2 separate regions of the Mus musculus genome follow, and region 1 is linked to region 2. A link is a contact called in public Hi-C data. All regions are on one chromosome and are shown on one strand. Each heading gives the region's core, a stretch centred on a gene start, on an enhancer-like site or on the middle of the called end of the contact. The rest is flanking DNA. Distances are from core to core; before and after follow the strand shown. Region 1 has its middle 12 kb from the start of Gm35704. Region 2 holds the start of Gm42788 (predicted gene 42788).

Region 1 (5,986 bases), core at 3,046-5,545, 190 kb after region 2:
TGGCTCTATTCATCCTTCCCAGCATTTGTGTTGGCTCAACTAACTCATGTAGTCATTCAACAAACAGTACTGGCAAAAGGCCATGTCTGGATTTTGAGGCCGAATCTTTGGAATTCAGGAGTTGAAAGATTTTCTTCCTCTTTTTTTTTGCTCTTGAGTGCGTATTTATAGGTAGTGTAAGACTCTGGCGAGCCTTAGCTTACCAGGGACTCCCTGAGTGAACAACATGAAACCACCGGGAATCGATGCAAAAAGCAAGAGGAATTTATTTTTCCAAAGTGTTGGGGTCGTTCTACACCTGAAGGAGAAGTATCGACTGTGCACATCTTGTCCCCTTCTGAAGGGGTTCTCTTCCAGGAGGAGAGGGGGCAGGTGGAATTTTCCAAAGTTTCTGAGCTGACCTCTTCAGTACCACGTGCATGCCTGAAGCTCTCAGAGTTCAAAAGTGGCCTCTGGAACTGGTGTTATGGATGATTGAACGGCCATGTGGGTACCAGGAACTGAACCCTGGTCCTCTGCAAAGAGCACCCAGTGCTTTTAACTGCTAAGCCATCTCTCTCTAGCCCATTTAGGAAGTCTGCAGGAATTTAGGTCTATCTTAGTGTTTGAAGCAACAGCTTAATATTTGAAAAAACACAGGGAGTGGGGCAGGGATACATGAGTGTGGTGGTTTGAATAGGTTTGACCCCTATAGTCATGTGTTTGGACACTTGGCCATGGGGAGTGGCCCTATTAGGAGGTGTGGCCTTATTGGAAGAGGTGTGGCCTTGTTGGAGGAGGTACATCACTGTGTAGGCGGGCTTTGAGGTCTCCTTTACTCAGGCTCTGCCCAGTATGGGATCTGACCGCCTTTGGCTCAAGATGTAGAACTCTTAGCTCCAGAGAGAGAGAGAGAGAGAGAGAGAGAGAGAGAGAGAGAGAGAGAGAGAGAGAGAGAGAGAGAGAAGGCTGCCTACTGTAGCCAGGAAGGAAAGAAGAGAGGGTTGGGAGTGGCTGCAGCCTCAGTCTTCTGCTCTAGGACACACCTCCGGTGACCTCACTTCCTCCCACCAGACTCAGTAGATCAGCATCTCTCCACAGACAGACCCAAGCCTAGCAGCCATGCCTTTTACATAAGAGTTTTTGTGAGTCAATTAAGATCCAAACTGTCACACGGCTACTTAAACCTCCCGATGCACCAAATTTAAACGTGTGAATCTCTTCTCCCCAGCCAGCTACCTAAATCCTCCGAGGGAAATTAGAAGACACATCCTGCCTTTTGAAAATCAGGAAATGAGGGCTCTGTGTATCACACGCAAAATTCAAACTGTGTAGAAGACCTCACCACTCGGAGCCGCCCAAATGAGCGGCAACTCTTAGGAGAGGCGTTATAGAAAATGTCACCGCTTGGGAAGTCTGGCAGAAAATTTAGAAATTTTTTTCCTGGGGAGGTAACCTAAGGACACAGAGAAAAGGTCTCCAGAGCCTCTTTTGCTTTGTGTATGTTCTGTTCTGTTCTGGAAAGGACTTGAGGTAGCTTATTAAAGGGACGCACAACAGAAGTTGAAAGTACAGTAAAAAGGAAGGGCCTGTGTTTCACAGCAGGAGCCGGGAGGGGGTACCGGTAATGGAAGATCCACGTGTGGACTCAGACATGTCCTTCCAGTGGGCCACCAGCCCTGGGAGCTATCGGAACAAGGGAAACGGATGAGCAAGTGATATAAAGGGAGATCGGTTGCTCAGGAGAGCAGTATTTTTGGAGGCCAGGAAACAGGCCTCTCTCCTGCAGGCCCCCTCCACCATCTGTGTAACGTAGGAAAGCCACAATCCTAATAGCATCCTGCATCTGCTGCGGCCTCCCGTAGCTCTGAGATACAACCGTGGGCCCAGCTCAGTCTGTTCCCGAACACCCTGTATAAGGCACATGGTTCTATTTTTACTTTATTGTCTTATTTTATGCGTGTGGATGTTTGGCCTGCGGATGTGGTGTATGGTGTCTGCACCGCCTACGTGCAGTGTCCACAGAGGCCAGAAGAAGGCACTAGATCTCCTGGGACTGTAGTTACAGATGGTTTTGAGCTAACATGCCGGTGATGGGAATTGAACTTGGGTCCTATGGAGGAGGTGCAAACCTTTCAGAATCTGCTTTATGGACCAAGAAAAGAAGAGCTGTCTCTCTCCCTTTTTATTCTGTTCACATAACTCACATTTTGACAAGTGTGAGCCTCCATGTGAGACTGAGAAACGAAGCCACCACCGGAGGAGTTTGGCTGGCCATGTGCTGAGTAGCGGCATAGCGATGGCATCTCCTTTCTTCTTGTCGGTTCTGGGGGCAGCACACCCAGGACCAGGCGGGATACTCACTACCGCCGAGCATCGCCCTAGCCCTTCACACCACTCCTGCTTAAACCTCCAGCATCTCTGATCTACGTAAACTTGAGACCCATAGCAAGATCCACATATAGCCGGGAGGGCAGCAGGGTGGGTGGTTTATCTGTGTGCCAAAGTCCCTCTGTATCCGGCTGGCTCTTACTTTGCCAGGTGGTGCTGGGGAAATGTTCTCACGCTTGAGGATAAGCAAACCTGAAACATTTGGTGGGAGGCTGCGGCTTTCCCTGCCTTGAGGTCCTTAGGGAGCAGCTTGCTCATTAAAGGGTAAGGCTCCATCACACAGTGCTCCGGGGTTGGCAGGGCGGATGCGCCATCTAGTGGCCACTCCCAGAATACCCACATGCGGCTCTCTTGCCGCTCTAATGACCTGAGGGCATGTCCAGTACTGGAGCAAAAAGGTTAATTAGGGAGCTGGGGCATCTCTGTTCTCTGTGTCCAGCCCGACTAATCGTTCTGTGAGGATGGTTTTTAGGGTCTATGTGAATGAGGCACATTTAGGCAAGAAACTCAGGTAATTGGTAGGTTACAAACTGCCATGTGGTGTCCTCATGATCTCATAGTCCCTGCGTTGCCTCTTCTGGCCTCGATCCCCTTGATGCTGCTTTGCCTACAGTCCACTTCTGCTCTGCAGGCTCCTGTCATGATCTTTTCCCTATCAAGTAGAGGACCCGCTAACATGGATAAGGGCACCTTTTCTGAGCAGGGAGTGGGAGGACTGATCTGCGGAGGTGGGTGGTGGCTGCCCAGGCCTTGCTTTGGGCACAGGATTCCCATTTCGGGAAGTACACGATGCCCAGTAACAAGACATTGAGCTAGATGTGGTTCCTCAGTCTGAGGAAGTCTCAGGGTTCAATCTAGGAAGTACCCATAGTAGTTATCCAGTATAAGTAGCCAGATAGGACTCGGCTATCCTCAGAGGAGGGAGAGGCCTCAGGGCTCAGGATGTCTGCTCATCACAGGGACCTTTGATGGGTGGTGTGTGTGCTTCTGAGATCCTGGATTGGGTGGCTAGCTTCTCCTCTGTCCTCCAGGGAAGTTACTCAGCCACGTGCCTCTCCTGCCATCTTAGAGTCTCCCCAGGAGATCTCAATGTGACATAGTTAGCAGCGGGAACCAGCTAGCCAGCTGGGGACCAGCTATCAAGGTGTGGTAATGGGTGGGGGTGTCTTTCCATACATATCATATCACAAGAGTGCGGGCTTCATGGCTGCCCCATGAAGCCTTTCTGTCAGGTTAGACCCTCTGACTAGAGAGAGGCGAGGAGTATAGAGTCTCCGGGTATAGGTGTGAGGAGGTAGATGATGGATAGCAACAGAGATTTGAGAATTGGGGATAGGGGTCTCCATTAACCTCTACTTCAAATCTGTCCTCCATCCCAGCATCTCATGAATTCATGACTGCTCAAGGAAACCCAATTGCTGGCTCCGTTCAGTATGCTGGAAGGTGCTATGTGCAGGCTGCCTGCTAGACACCACATCACCGTGGCACAGTGGACGCTTGGAGGATGGGGCAACTCTGTGTTGGTCACCCTGGGGGTATCAGTAGCGGGGGTGTCTCCCACCACCCATCTGGCAGAGGCTAGAGGGTACCGTGTCACCTGGAGACTGTCACGGCTCCCACAGTCATTCCGACCCCTCTGCGGGGAGTGGCTTTGAATGTGGGCATCGCCTAACCATGTCCAACTGGGAGAAAGCAGACAGCCTCTCTGCTGTGGAAATTCTTTAGTGCTAAAATAGCCTGAATTGGCTTATAAGGGTTAGACGTGTAGAGACCAGAGCTGGCAAAACTTAGTTATGCAGAAAAGAGAAGCAAGATTAAGGGCATATGGTGACATTCCCCAACCTTCATGAATGCAGACTGATTTAATCCACAGACAACTTCACACCCTAGGTATTATGTTTATTCTCATAGGAAATGATGCACAGACGTATTTAGCCACCCTACAGAGTTACACAACAACAAGGAGGCAGAACTGGGGCTATGATCCCAGGCAGGACAGCAGGAAGATCTGTGTCTGTGCTCGGAAATGGCCGAGGCAGCGTGGGAGCGCTCAGGGTTCATCCCCAGAATCTCTTTCTGTTATCGGTGCGATCTCACACGAGCTTCGGTTTCTTTAGTTGAGTGTGAAAGAGATCCACTCTATCTTACCAGGACACAGAGGGTTTACATGAGCTGATATTGTCTCCGGTTTTGCTGGCAAGCCAAAATCCACTCACCCGGACCTGGACTCTATGTGGCTTCTTTAAATAAACTGCTGCACGGACCAGCAGCTCAATGGATGAAGCCTCATCCGGCTTTAGACAGGAGCCCTGTATCCAGTTTGTGGCGCCATGGAAAACCCGTGAGACTTTTTTGCTTGTCGCTGCCTTGCCAGCTCAGCCCAAACCCTTCTGGTGAGGCAGGCTGCTGCTGTTCTCTTTGCTGAGGGTGAGGGGTGGGGTTGTGGCTGGCAGCCTGTTGGGCCTGCGCAGTCCTGCCAGGGTCTCACCATAAGCTCTTGATATCAGCAGAGGCCGTGGGCCTGGCAGGGGAAGGCTGGAGCCATCCTGTCCAGCCAAACACCAGGTCTCTGGAAAATAGTGGAGAGCAGGAAGCAGGCCTGTGTGGGAGAGGATGCGCGGCAGCCTGGGTACCACTCACTTCTTGCTTTATATCAGCTGACCAGGGATGCTCAGCAAAATAACGATGAGGGCAGCTACGGAAGGGCAGTCCCAGAAAAATCTTCCTCCAGGCAGCGGAAAAGAATCTCATTTCTGAAGACAGGGAAGGGGTGAAGGGTCGAGGGTGGGGTGGGGCCTAGGTTGGGTGCACCGGTGGTCCTTTGTCTTAGAACATGATCCAGAATAATAAGTACCAGGTGTTTTCACTTATAGTATAGGGCTCAGCGAATATTCAAGGGCCCTTCTCGGGGCTTTTCTTTTTTCTACAAACCTAGAGTTTTTCTTTCACATCTGATCTCTGAACGCTTTTAGGTTTCTTGTCTTTCTTTCATAGATGTGTTTTTCTGGCATGCAATGATGCCCACTTCTTGTGCTGAGGGTGGGGGCGGAGTTGACCCAGGGCTATGCACGGCCCAGGACATAGGCTTCTCAGCGGAGCCACACCAAGCTCTAGCCTGCTCCTGCTCACAAACTTGAGCTACAAGTCCCAGGGTTTACACCTCAGTTGGAGCCCTGAGCCACCGCTAAAAATAGCCTGCCACTGACAGCCACCCTCCTCCTTGCTTCTGGACTCAGAGCTGTGCCACTAAAGATTCACAAGGCTAAATTCTCCCCAAAGATAAAATCATAAATTAGATTATATTTTTCCTAGCAAGCACTACTGAAAATGCAGCAAGGAAGTGGATTTTTAAAAACACTAAAGGTAATACTTTAAGCCTTCATTCTTTCTGTCTGTCCGTGTCCCCCGCACACACAACCCCAGTCTGTGTGCAAGCAAAGGCCAGAGGTTTGTGTACAGTATCTTCTTCAGTCACTTCCCACCTTATTATTTTTGCTTATTTTATTTTATGAGTGTGAGTGTTTTGCCTGTATGTGCGTATATGCATCATGTGTATTTGTGCCCACAGAGGTCAGAGGAGGTCGTAGGATTCCTTGGAGCTGGAGTGACACACAGT
Region 2 (5,984 bases), core at 2,660-5,159:
AAGCCAGCGAGAACTGAAGGGTAGAAGGTGAGGAAGAAACAAGCCCATGCAGGCTTTACAACACCCCGAGGAACTGAAGCGCTTTCCGTTTTAAGCAGTCCGGTGTTGGTAAGTCCAGTCGACATGCGTTTCGTTTCTGTGAATTAGGTTTTTCTCCTTCCAGTTTATTACAGCCGTCGGCAGACCCTCAACGTGCCAAGAAGTTTGCAAGCGCCTGGGCCTGATTATAAGGAGGAGCGGATGATTACCAAGCCAGAGCATTCCCTGCTGCCGGGTCAACAGCGCTCTCTTTGTGTGTGAAGGATGGCATACTGGTTCTGATGACTCACAGGCAGGGAGTGGGAGGCAGAAAGGCTGAGCATTGCCTAGAAGCAGCCCTTCCGTGTCCACCCGCAGGCGACAATACAGCAAGGAACACATGATTCAAACCCTTCTCGACAGCCTCCACCTGTGAACCCGGACGCGGTGGAGACAGCTCTGATGCGTAGCCTGCCTCTTTACTTATCCCAGGTAACTTTCTCACTGGCTACTTTTGTCTTATTTTGTGATCACAAGCTTTGTGAACGCAATTTTTTTTGAGTACAAACTTAAGCTGCACCCACAATCAGACACTTGTGGCTTTCAGGCGACTGGACCATTTTAACCCTCCACCTTTCTTCTTGCTGCGCCTTTACATTTACGGGCAGCTTCCTTCTTCACTCTATTAGACATTTTGCTTTTGGAGCTTTTAAGGTCAACGAGACTGAAAGCATTCTTCTGTTTCTATCTTCCCATCAAAGGACGTTCGTCTCCAGGTTTCTAAACACCTCTATTAAACATCGTCTGTGCTAGGCCTTCTCTGAGCACGCTACCAGACAGGCGACGGTCCTGGCACAGAGAAGAGGTGATGATTGACTAACCTACAGTTTCTAGTTCTGCATCCCATGCAGTCTACGCAACACACACATTCTTTTTGGTTTTTTGAGACATGATTTCTCTGTGTAGCCCTGGCTGTCCTGGAACTCACTTTGTAGACCAGGCTGACCTGGAACTCAGAAATCCACCTGCCTCTGCCTCCCAAGTGCTGGGATTAAAGACGTGCGCCACCAGTGCCCGGATACAAACACGCATTCTTAGAGTTAATTCTAAAAACACATCTCTTAGTGTGCTCTCATTTTCCTATGATTTTTCAGATAATTCTCAAGAAATACTATCATAGGTTCTTGAGATGGCTCAATGGGCTAAGGCCCTTGTCACTAAGCCTGAAGGCCTAAATTCAATTTCCAGCACCCACATGGTGGAAGAAGATTGAGCCCCACAAGTGAACCTCAGACCTTCAAGTGCTTCTGTGTATAAAACAATAAACAAACAAACATACACAGCAACCAAGAATAGTCTTGTTCAGTGCCTGACAAATACAGAAGTGGATGCTCACGGTCATCCATTGGACAGAGCACAGGGTTCCCAATGAAGGAGCTAGAGAAAGAACCCAAGGAGCTGAAAGGGGTTTGCAGCCCCATAGGAGGAATAACAATATGAACCAACCAGTACCCTGAGAGTTCCCAGGGACTAAACCACCAACCAAAGAAAACACATGGTGGGACTCATGGCTCCAGCTGCATAAGTAGCAGAGGATGGCCTACTTGGACATCAATGGGAGGAGAGGCCCTTTGTCCTATGAAGGTTCTATGCTCCAGTGTGGGGGAATGCCAGGGCCAAGAAGCTAGAATGGGTGGGATGGTGAGCAGGGGAAGTGGGGAATGGGATAGGGGGAGGGTGTTTTTCAGAAGGGAAACCAGGAAAGGGGATAACATTCAAAATGTAAATAAAGAAAATATCCAATTTAAAAAATGGAAAGGGAATGTGGTGTCAAAAAAGGCATAAATAAATGCTTTTCGGCCTTTCCTGTCTCTGGAGTTTGGTATCTTGGGTGTAGGAGCTGCATAAGTAACAGTAAGAAAACAAAATTGAAAAAAATAGTCTTGTTCAAATCACACTTACGAAAAAAAGGTATATGTTCATTTTATATTTTCTCTAAGTTGGAATTCATTTTTTTAAGATTTATTTTTATTTTATGTATAGTGTTTGTCTGCCTATATATAAGTACACCGTGTGTGTGTGTGTGTGTGTGTGTGTGTGTGTGTGTGCGCGCGCGCAGTGCCCCGAGGGACAGAAGAAAGTGGTGAATCCCCTGAACTGGAGCTACAGACCGTTGTGAGCCTCCATGTGGGTACTGGGACCTGAACCCTGGTTCTTTGCAAGAGCAGCCAGTGCTCTAACCACTGGACCTTCTCACCATTTTCTTCTAAGTTGGAATAAAACAAAACCCAAGATATATTTTTATGGACAATTAAGCCACAGAATAAAGCTTCACTCTTGGAGGCTGGCACGGTACCTGGTGGTTTTGAAACCACAAAGAGGTTAATGGAAAATCTTTCAATCTATCTAAATTTGGAGAGGATTAGGACTGTCTAAGAAGTGAACCAAAATAGTTCTTAGGTAGTATGAGTAACAAAATGGTATTATTTTATCCTGTTTATATAGTGTAGTAGTAGTAGTAGTAGTAGCTCTGCAACAACCTGAGTGAGATACACATGTGTGTATGTGTATATAAATACACATATACATGCTTGGACACACATACACACACACACACATACACACAAGATAATGAATACACATCGGTGATTCTTGCTATGGGAAGGGCAGAGGCAGAGAGAGGGAGGTGTTGAGGCTCACCTAGGCTTCAGAGTGCGTTGAAGGACAGCCTGGGTACATTAGTGAGATCACTGTCTCTAAACACACTAAATGATCTGGGGATATAACGGAGTGGCACGGTGCTTGTGCCCTAGGAACTAGGTACTGTCCCAGTAACAAACAAGTAAGTAAATGAATGCAGATAGCGATAGGAGATGTGCTTGTCCTTGCTGTGAGCCGACCCCTCATCCATCTCCTCTGTGGATACACACACCCAGACAGTTAAGGAGGCGGGCAAAAGATAGCTAGCTCCAGGCTTGGAGACTGGGTGTGACTTAGTCAAAACTTAAAGGGTGACTATGATGTCACAGAGTATGGCACTGTCCCCGTATCAGGGCAAGTGGAGTTCTAGATGTTCAGACTAGGAAGTTCTCTTTATGCTGTGACAGAGCGGAACTGCAGTAGAGTGCCAAGACTGCCCAGGGGTAGTGTGTCCATGATGGTCTTTGGAGTCTGTTTAGTGGTATATCTGGTAACAGCAGGATAATCTTCAGGGGAGAGGAGATTCTAAGTGCAGATTTCCTACTTCGTTGATAGGAACTGGGCTACTTGTCACGAAAATTTTAAATTTAAGTAAAGAACGTAAGGGTTATGCTTGCAAAAGCAAATTTAGAATTTGAGACTTTAAATTGAAGGCAGTTTACATTCTCTCACGTTCATTTTTACTTTTGGTTTTCTGAGACAAGTTCTAACAATGTAGGCTCAAACTCATGGTCCCTCCTGTTTCAACCTTTGTGTGCACTTTTTCTTGTTTTGAAACACAGTTTTACTATGTAGCCTGGGCTGACCTAAAATCTGCACTCCTCCTGCCTCAGCCCTCTGAGTGCTGGGATTACAGAGATACACCAACCTGCCATTACTTTAGCTCTAGATTAAATCTTTCTCTCCTTATAATACCCTGTAAAACGTGAAAAAGGAAGATATCAAAGGCATCTCTCACTCTCAGGAAGCTGTGTGGAGTACATGATCATACTTCTGCTTTCCCTATGGCCACACAGAGATTTAAGGACACAAGGGTTCTGCCTGACAGAGCCTACAAAGCAGTAAAGCGTTCACTGGCCTCCTCTGCTGCCTTGCTCTCACCAACAGGGAGTTATGTGTGAGGGAACCGGATGGATCCAGATGCTGGGGCCTGGGACTTTCAGTTTTTGGGAGAGTCCGTGGCTTAGCTGTGTGAGAACGGCCTCGCCCCTACAGTAGCTGTAACCACCTTCTGCTAGAGCAGCATAGGCAAGGGGCTCTTATCAGATGGGGGTGTGAAGACAATTCTGAGAGCTCTCAGAATTTCAAAGAAGGCACTTTGTAAGTTAGACTCAACTAACTTCATTATCCTGTGGTGCAGGCTCCTCCAAATGGCCGAGGAAACGTACTACTGTCTACAAATCCCACAGTAGGAGTAAGATGTAAGGTTCTATAGAGGTGAGGGCAAAGCGATGTTATTCAAAATAAAAATACTGTCATGATTGTGCATTAAGACGGGTCCTCTGCATATGTCTGCTGTTGCTTTTGGTATGTTACTTTAAAACAGAAATCGTACTGGATTCCTTGTGAAACAACTCGTCAAACAGAACCGCTTGTGTATAATCTAACAACATTTCAGATCTGTGATTAGGCTTGTGAGCGGCTCCGTCGTAGCATCACAATGTTCTAGGTTTAGCGTCTAGCATGAAAAGAAGACAGTAGACTGAGAAACCGTCTTATGTTCATGCATAAGGATATCAATTGTTGAAAATTGAGAACTATTCAAAACTTCACAGAACTACAACAACCAAATTAACACTGGAGAGGAGAGAGGTTCATAGAAAATTCTGGAAAGATGGGCTCCTGGGGTGATATGTAGCACCAATCACCACGTTCAGCATTTTCAGTCATACAAGTTAGAGACAAATGGAAAAAAAAATGGCGGCAGCTTGACACATGAATTTCAGATGCTAGCCAGCCACAGGACCCCTAAAGCTCCACCCACATGCCGTTTCCCCTCTGGAATCCCACAGAACACTGCCCCCTCCAACTGGAACTTCTTTTCTGAGTGCTACTGCACTTTTTGACTTCTCACAGAAGCACAAGTGTGTTGTTTGTAGATACTTCCACAATTGCAGCTCCGTCTTCCAGCTGTCTCGACGGTTCTCCAATGGCACCAGACCCTCCCTCTTACTCATTCCCTTCCACTACTCAGCTTCCCACGAACTCACATGCTCAGGGCTCATGGACAAGGCGATCAGCCGCCAGCTGATCTGGAAGTTATCTAAGATAGCACAGGCCCCACTGAAGTTACCCAATATCTGAACAGTTCAGTTAACACACAATCACTGAGCCCACTAATGCCCACCAACTAGGCTAGGAATCAGGATGCAAATAGAAGGTTCTGTTCTGTTCTGTTTGAGACAGGGTTTCTCTGTGTAGCCCTGGTTGTCCTGGAACTCTCTCTGTAGAACAGGCAGTTCTTGAACTCAGAGATCCACCTGTCTCTGCCTCCTGAGTGCTGGGATCAAAAGTGTATACCACTACCACCACCAGGCCAAATGAACAATGGACACCAGAGTCTGAAAAAGATGAGTGTGTGTGTGTGTGTGTGTGTGTGTGTGTGTGTGTGTGATAGGCAGACAAGAATAAGCCCCAAGCTGAGAGTCTGAATAACACTGGCCTCAGGCAAGTGTTCTGTCTGCAGTGTGACAAGGGCTGCGTGCTGAACTGCTGTGGCATACAGAGGAGAAGTGTCTGTGTAAGCTAATTAAAGAGAGTGTCATCAAGTCTTCCTGGCTGCCCTTGGTCCGTTTCCTGCCCTAGCCTCTTTGAGAAGCTAGGATCCCAGGTGTGCACCACCATGCCCCATGAAGGACAATTTTTAATGTCCTGTTGCTCAGGGGGGTAAAGTAACTATAGGTGACAATAACAAACACTTCAAAATAGCTAGTAGAGGATTCTGAGTAGTCCCCTCACAGAGATAACAAATGTCTGAGGTGACAGGTATGGCCCTGACACTGAGCTGACCATTATACATTGTGTGCACATTCTATAATGTCATAGAGTACTTCAGACACTGTATGTTAATAATAAGTAAATAAGGGTTAAAATGCAACACTAGGAAGAACTGAGGTAATAAGTATGCCTTTGTTGTAAAATTAAGATAAAGTTTCACATTTCTGTGGCTTTATATTTTTCATATTTTAACATTATTGGATTATTACTTTCATAATCAGAAAATAATAAGGATTATACTAAATTAAAAACAACAATATGGGATTAGT

The links. A called contact is a pair of places that touch in the nucleus more often than the background predicts.
Region 1: a contact with region 2 is called in a Hi-C map of the G1E-ER4 cell line, with 2.1 times the contacts expected there. The contact joins two enhancer-like sites. A contact is called at or near these places in 10 of 39 promoter capture datasets (the 3T3-L1 cell line, the C10 cell line, the HPC-7 cell line and 6 more), 6 of 484 Hi-C or Micro-C datasets (the G1E-ER4 cell line, bone marrow-derived macrophages, double positive thymocytes and 3 more) and 4 of 115 datasets of contacts at active chromatin or transcription factors (the SCID.adh cell line, double positive thymocytes, kidney and 1 more).

The regions. Positions count from the first base shown.
Region 1 is chr5:149,333,381-149,339,366 of GRCm38.p6, forward strand. No RefSeq gene overlaps it. Among named protein-coding and RNA genes, the nearest start is that of Gm35704, 12 kb to the right of the region's middle. Within about 2 kb of position 4,296, at least 56 of the 459 cell types and tissues checked have an H3K27ac peak or open chromatin away from gene starts, as enhancers often do. A contact at or near this core is called in the G1E-ER4 cell line and the SCID.adh cell line, where this site is marked.
Region 2 is chr5:149,143,887-149,149,870 of GRCm38.p6, forward strand. The region is part of intron 1 of Mm2pr (macrophage M2 polarization regulator); the gene reads right to left. Gm42788 (predicted gene 42788) reads left to right here and starts at 377. Exons shown (of 2, transcript NR_137278.1): 1 at 377-510. Within about 2 kb of position 3,910, at least 12 of the 459 cell types and tissues checked have an H3K27ac peak or open chromatin away from gene starts, as enhancers often do. A contact at or near this core is called in the G1E-ER4 cell line and the SCID.adh cell line, where this site is marked.